2 separate regions of the Mus musculus genome follow, and region 2 is linked to region 1. The links are chromatin contacts, called in public HiChIP or PLAC-seq maps. All regions are on one chromosome and are shown on one strand. Each heading gives the region's core, a stretch centred on a gene start, on an enhancer-like site or on the middle of the called end of the contact. The rest is flanking DNA. Distances are from core to core; before and after follow the strand shown.

The links. HiChIP or PLAC-seq counts read pairs in DNA pulled down with a chosen protein or histone mark.
Region 2: an H3K27ac HiChIP or PLAC-seq map of embryonic stem cells shows a contact between it and region 1, with 10 read pairs. The contact joins the enhancer-like site here to the promoter of Eppk1 in region 1. A contact is called at or near these places in 3 of 39 promoter capture datasets (embryonic stem cells, liver and macrophages), 7 of 484 Hi-C or Micro-C datasets (the AML12 cell line, the N1E-115 cell line, brown adipocytes and 4 more), 12 of 115 datasets of contacts at active chromatin or transcription factors (the 3134 cell line, double positive thymocytes, embryonic hindbrain and 6 more) and 3 of 9 other capture datasets (adipose tissue, liver and pancreatic islet).

The regions. Positions count from the first base shown.
Region 1 is chr15:76,118,900-76,122,207 of GRCm38.p6, reverse strand. It overlaps Eppk1 (epiplakin 1), which reads left to right and starts at 2,013. Exons shown (of 3, transcript NM_144848.2): 1 at 2,013-3,099. BC024139 (cDNA sequence BC024139) reads left to right here. Exons shown (of 16, transcript NM_001142968.1): 10 at 460-602; 11 at 682-784; 12 at 1,045-1,338; 13 at 1,525-1,749; 14 at 1,870-1,954; 15 at 2,072-2,205; 16 at 2,379-2,691. The coding sequence ends at 2,462. It overlaps Gm52196 (a long non-coding RNA gene), which reads right to left. Exons shown (of 3, transcript XR_003951574.1): 3 at 3,060-3,308.
Region 2 is chr15:76,156,872-76,160,195 of GRCm38.p6, reverse strand. No RefSeq gene overlaps it. Among named protein-coding and RNA genes, the nearest start is that of Gm35087, 26 kb to the right of the region's middle. Within about 2 kb of position 1,670, at least 61 of the 459 cell types and tissues checked have an H3K27ac peak or open chromatin away from gene starts, as enhancers often do. A contact at or near this core is called in the AML12 cell line, the N1E-115 cell line, embryonic stem cells and 1 more, where this site is marked.

The sequences.
Region 1 (3,308 bases), core at 764-3,263:
GAACAGGACAGTCCCTGCTCCAGTTGTTGGGGAACCCCCATCTTTTTTAAGGGCAGCAGTCACATCGATGCCTACATTCCACTGTGATCACATGTATAACTGCTAGTTATACATGCAACTGCCTCTCTCTAAGGCTGGCACTTCATCATGGGAACGGGCGGTGGTGATGGTGGATACAATTCAACCACAGGGAGGACCTTGCTGGCTTTCTTCACCTTGCTCTGAGCATCAGCACAATGTGGGGTGTGGCTGCCCTCCCTACACTGAAGAGGCCTAGGGGTAGAAGGACTGGGCCAGCATGTGTGGTCCTCTTGCTAAGGTGATGAACAGTGCAAGGCACTAGATGAACAGAGTAAGGGAGAGGGCTCAAGATCTGAGACCCACGGAGGCAAAAAGACTTTGCCCTTCAACTTTTCCCGCTCTGAAAACCGATAGTACATCAGGCTACTCTGACGGCAGGAGTTCCTGTGGGAACAGCAAACCCTGGCAGTGTCATGGCTAGGAAGGAGAGGAGCTGCTGACTATGGGAGCACCTGCCACTTGGGCCTGCTGATGGACCTGCAGGGCTGCCGGGCTGCCATGTCTAGCCCCTCCTGCGAGAGGTGAGCCTGCTCACCAGCTGCTCCCACCCCACTCACACTGGCCCTCTACCCTGCTCATGGCTGTTCATCTCTTCTCCAGGATACACACCCTGGAAGGGGTGCTGCTGCTTGTGGGCCACCTTGTAGAGAAGTTGGTCTTGTGCCCCCATAGACTGAGCCAAGCGGAACCCTTGGGGATCAAGGTGGGACCAGTGGCCAGAGGCTCTGGCCTGTACTGTAACTGTGTAGCAATCCAGGGTTAGCCTATTGATACTGGACACATCTGTCCTTGAGCCACACCCTCTGTAAGACCATTTGGAGGTGCTGGAAGGCCTAAAGTGCTGGGCAGAACTTCTAAGAGGCTCTGGGGGATGAGGACGTTGGCTCAAGAGAGGTGGTGAAGTGGTGGGCAATTTTGGCATGGGGTCCTCCAAGTTCCCTAACATTTCCCCCTAATGCATAGGTGGTACAAGCCCACAGCTTGTTAGAGGAGATGCCTCCGGCCCTCACCCCAAAGTACTGGACTCGAGCCCCAAGGGAGATACTGGCTTTGATGAGTCTTGACCAGGAGCCGCCTGGGGATCTGGCGAGTAGAGCTAAGGCTTGCCTCCTGGGGAAGATTCCAAAAGAACTGAGCTGGAGGCCATGGTGGTCAGAGGTCATGGAGAACTGGAGTCTTAGGAAGCCAGAGCATAGCAAGAGGAGCGAGGACAAAAGGGACCAGTGGGAACGGCTGGAACAGGGCCACCAGGTACAGGTAAGGGCAGATAGATCCATAGATCTGGGCACATGAAAAGGACTTGGTCTTACCTCCCAGCAAGGAGCCAACATACACCAGGGTCTTGTAAAGACACTATCTGTATTGACTTGGTCATAAAATAAAGTGGTCTGGGGTGTGCTTTGTACCCGAAGCCACAGGCAGCATTGAAACATTTCCCAGTAGGATCCTGCAGATAGCTTCCTGTCAACTGAGGAGCAGGACAGCGTGGGACAAGGCTGGCCTAGCTATAACTGGGGGAGACGTGGGCCTCTCCACAAGGTCTCCATCACATTCAAGCCAGGGCTCTCCAGTGGCCAGAAACAGCCCAATAGCGTGGTCAGAGCAAGAAACCCAGAAGGGTCAAGTGCATCAGGGGCCAGAGGCAGGCCCAAGGTCCAGGGAGCCTTGGTAAGCAGGTGTGAGTGTGGGCCTGTAACGGTGGGGAGGACAGAGCCCCAGGAACTGCCCCAACCCCTGTATTGAAGGCTTGGTGTCATAACCCCACTCCCCCCACCTCTGGCTCCATAGGCAGCTCGAGGAGCCATGATGGTTCGTGTTGGAGGTGGTTGGGCAGCTTTGGATGAATTTCTGGTCAAAAATGACCCAGTCAGAGGTGAGAGCTGGGGTAGGACAGGACATGTAAGTCATCAGGGTGTGGTGGTGGTGGTGGTGGATGGGCAGGAGAGGTGTGCCATCTGCTTTGGCCTAGCGACATGGGATCTCTGAGCAGCAAAGGGGAGAACCAGCCAGAAGATCCACGAAAGGTTCCTGTGCTGGACTCCTAGTGTGCCAGCCCCTGAGGTCATCACCCTGAGGCTCTGGACCTCCAACCAAATGGGCACTAACAGACCCCTGTCTCTGAAGGTGAGAGCTGGGATGGGCTTCAGAGCTAGGTCCTCCTGATGCTAGGTCCTCCTGATGCTAGGTTCTCCTGATGCTGGGTCCTTCAGATGGACTGAGGAACTTATTTGAGCCCCAGGGGGGTGGGAAATGTCAGGGAGCTGAATGGTGAGATGAAGCCTGGCCACCCCTTGCAGACAGGGCTGCCAATTGTCAAAGACCGCAGAGACTCCAGCTCCTACAAGGTCAAAACCTCAGAGCAGTCCACTGAGGAGCTGTGAAGACTCCAAGATCCAGAAGATAGGGACAGGAAACCGTGGCAGAGCATGCTCAGGGACTGAGCAGGAGCTTGGAGCACACAGAGTGGGGTTGGGTCTCTCACCAGGCTGGCCTCGAACTCAGAAATCTGCCTGCCTCTGCCTCCCAGGTGCTGGGATTAAAGGCGTGCACCGCCACTGTCCCGGCATGTCTCTCACTCTCAGCAATAAAGAGGAGTTTGGGGAACTGAAACTCTCTTTGGTGGGTCTTCATTTCCCTTGCAAACTTCATTCAAAAGCCACAGAGCCCATGTTGCTCTCCACTCCCAACCCAGAGCAGGCCCGCATTCTTTTTCAATGACTTGTAGTAGGGAGGGAGGGAGGGAGGGAGGAAAGGAGGGACTTTGCAACTCAACAGCCTCTCCCAGCTTGAGTTGCTCAGAGGTAGCCCTGCCCCATGCTTTAGTTTGTGTTCACCTGCCCACTCCACCTGTCCTGTGGGGTGCCCAACCTGGCTTTCAGCCCCGCCTACCGCCCTCAATGGGGAAGGGACTTGGGTCAACATAGGGAGGGGCCATGCCGATTTAAATGCTTGTGGCGCGGGGCTCCCGGCGTGGAGGGAGCGGAGAGACAGAGGACCGCGCCAGCCTTGTCACGACAGGTGAGGAAATGAGGGCAGTTTGGAGAACCGAAACTGAAAAGCTGTGGGAACCAGAGGCCAGCGGCCCCAGGCGGACTTAGTGAGGGGCTGCGGGACCGTTCTGGGCCCCATTTACCTGGGTCATCTGAGCTCAGATGGGAGGTGGGAGGCCCCTGAGTCTTGGGATCGTTCGGGAAACTGAGGACCCTGCCAGGCTGCTGTGCGGTCTC
Region 2 (3,324 bases), core at 421-2,920, 38 kb before region 1:
GCCAGGGCTACATAGTGAGACCCTTTCTTGAAACCCCACCCCCTAAAAAAAAAAGAAAGAAAGAAAAAGAAAAAAGGAAAGAAAGAATACACGAGGCTGGAGATATGGCTCAGTTGGGAGAGGTCTTGCATTCAGGAAGCCCTGGGTTGATCCCAATTAAGGTACCAGCCAGGTGTGGTAGAAGACATCTGTAGTCCTAACACTTGGGCAGTGGAAGCAGAAAAGAAAAGAAAAGAAAAGAAAAGAAAAGAAAAGAAAAGAAAAGAAAAGAAAAGAAAAGAAAAGAAAAGAAAAGAAAAGGAAAGAAAAGGAAAAGAAAGGAAAAGAAGAGAAAGAAGGAAGTTGTTATCTTCAGCTACATAGGGAGTTTGAGACCAGCCTTGGACACATGAGACTTTGCTTGGTAACAATAGCGATAGCACAGCAGCAACAACAAAAGGTAGTGTGATCATGTATATTAAATTGTATATTAAATATACCTTATTTTAATGGGACAGGACATTTTATACATATTTGTATATACTTAGATATCATGATCCCTGAGTTGCTTAGATTACTTCTTTTTTGTTGTTGTTGTTGTTGTTTTTGGTTTTTTGGTTTTTTTGGTTTTTCTGAGACAGGGTTTCTCTGTGTAGCCCTGGCTGTCCTGGAACTCACTTTGTAGACCAGGCTGGCCTCGAACTCAGAAATTCGCCTGCCTCTGCCTCCCGAGTGCTGGGATTAAAGGCGTGCACCACCACACCCGGCTTCAATATTTTGAGAATCCAATGCTAAAAATTGTAGCAAATTAAAGGTTGACTTTCTAATATTTTATTCATTATTATTGTTGTTATTATTAATTATTATTGCACTGGTGTTTTTCCCACATGTGTGTCTGTGTAAGGGTTTTGGATCTCCAGAAATGGATCTCCAGAAACTAGAGTTACAGAGTTGTGAGCTGCCATGTAGGTGCTCGGAATTGAACCCCGGTCTTCTGGGTCCAGGGCTCAGTGATTGCTGAGCCCTCTCTCCAGTCCCAGTCCCCTGACTTTTTTTTTTTAGAATGCAGTAGGTGCGTAGGACGGGGACATTTCTGAAAATGGCATTATTCCCATGGACAGTACCAAGAAAATGTGTATTTGACCTTTGCTAACTATGACACACCATTTGATATTGTTTTGTTCGAAGTGACTTTTTTGTTAGGAGAAAAAAACTAACTGAAGAAACCCCAGAACAAAGCCATATTTGAGAACAGCCCCTGTGAGCTGGCTTTCGTACAGCCATGTCTCCTTTAGAGAAGTCTTACAGACATTCTTCAGATGTGCCCGCACTTGCCACATTCCTGGGCTGTGGGGTAAAGCTGGAATGAACTCCTAGAACCTGTGTAGCCTGGTGGCTTCCAGCAGGTGAGCTGTTCCCACAGGACTGAGCAGAGATTCTGATGAAAGACAGTAGAGCTAAAACCTTTGATCAGAACACAGGATCAGAGCTGAACACTTGAATGCTTGTATGATTTTTTTTTTTTTAAGGGGCACAAAGAGTTTCTAGCTGATTCTGGACTTTGTTGAATGCCTGTGTAAGAAATAGGAAAGTAACCTTTAAAAGAATGAAAGGACAGAGGGCTGTCAAGCCAGGAAGCAGCTAACTGAGCTCAAACAAAGGGGTATTATAAAGCCTTGGTAGGGGAGACAAGCTCCGGGGGAGGGTGGCGTCCCTGACCTGCCAACACTTGTAATTGTTACATCAGACAGATGGGAACTGCCCAGCCCTGCCAGGGTGGGGTACCTTTCTCCTTTCTCTGTTTCCAAGGGTGTTTTATCTGCTGTTTATTTTCCTGGTTCTGTAAAAGCCTCGGGTGACACATTAATATTTCAAACGCGATTGCCAAAAACCCAAAACAAAACAACTAGCCCCAACCTGGGCACATGTGGTGCCTGAAGTTCTGGGGAGCCCCTGGCTGTCTCCCTCATGATCTGACTCCAGGGCTTCTGTATTCTCTGGGCGGTTAGGGAAGGTGATATCCAGTGTTACAGAAAGATGTACTGTGCCCTGGCAAGTGCCCATGGATCAGGTCTGCTGGTGTGCCACCGAGCCCTCTGTCCCCCTCTGAGGCTAACTATGTCCCATGTCCACTGTGGATAGGAGGCAGCTTCCCATGTTTGCTGAGCACCAGCCCAGCCCAACCCTTGGAGGACTGAGCACAGGTGCCACTCCAACCCCGCTTGGCAGGCGAGTTCATGAGGGCTCGCCCTCCTCAGGCTCAGCATGGACAGCATGACCTTGATCTCTCGGTGCCTTGTGGGACCCTGGCTGGCCATCCCACAGCAATGGAAGCTTATCCACAGTCAGCTGCATTTGTAGGCTCCAGGCAGATGGCGTAAAGAACAGCACACCTCGCCGGGCGTGGTAGTGCACGCCTTTAATCCCAGCACTCGGGAGGCAGAGGCAGGCGGATTTCTGAGTTCGAGGCCAGCCTGTCTACAGAGTGAGTTCCAGGACAGCCAGGGTTACACAGAGAAACCCTGTCTCAAAAAAATGAACAGCACACCTCGATAGGAATGGGAGGTATCCGGCTATCCACTCCAGAAGGTTCTGAGGTAGAAGAACCTCTTATCTCCAGCCCCACTCTGTCTCCCTGTCTGACACAGCAGGGTGTCCTGAGGGTCCCCAACTCCTGGGATAAAAGGGACCCAACGTGACTGAGAGAACACCAAATTTAAGATGCGTCTTATTTAAGATAGAGCCTCATTGGAGTGTGAGCCAATTGCTAGATGTTTTGTTTTAAGACAGGGTCTACCTCGCTGTATAGCTCTGGTGTCCTGGAACTCACTATGTAGACTAGGCTGACTTCAAACTCATAGAGATCTGCCTGCCTCTGCATCTGGAGTGTTGGGATGAAAGGTGTGTACGACGTTCAGCCAGTGGCTCGTCTCCGTGGACATCTCCTCAAAGGACAGGGTTTCTTGTTCTTATTCACTCAGAATAAAAGCTTTATCATGTGGAAAAGCACCTGCAAGATGGGACTTGAACATTCCTCAGCCCAGCCTCTTAAATCTATGCATTACAAAGTCAATTGCTCATCTGCAGGAGCTCTTGGAAGTCAACCATCATCTGTAAACTGACATACGGGGCATGGGGGTGGGTGAATCTTTTATCTGTATTTTTTTTTCCTTCTTTCTCTCTGAGAAGGTCTTAGTACACACAAGCTAGCCTTGACCTCATCGTGTAGCCCAAGCTGGCCTTGAACTTGACCCTCCTACTTCAACTCTCTACATGCTGGGGTTACAGGCATTTGTCACTTATATAACCCTGTATAACCCTTCCCTAATGGGGCCTCTAGGTACC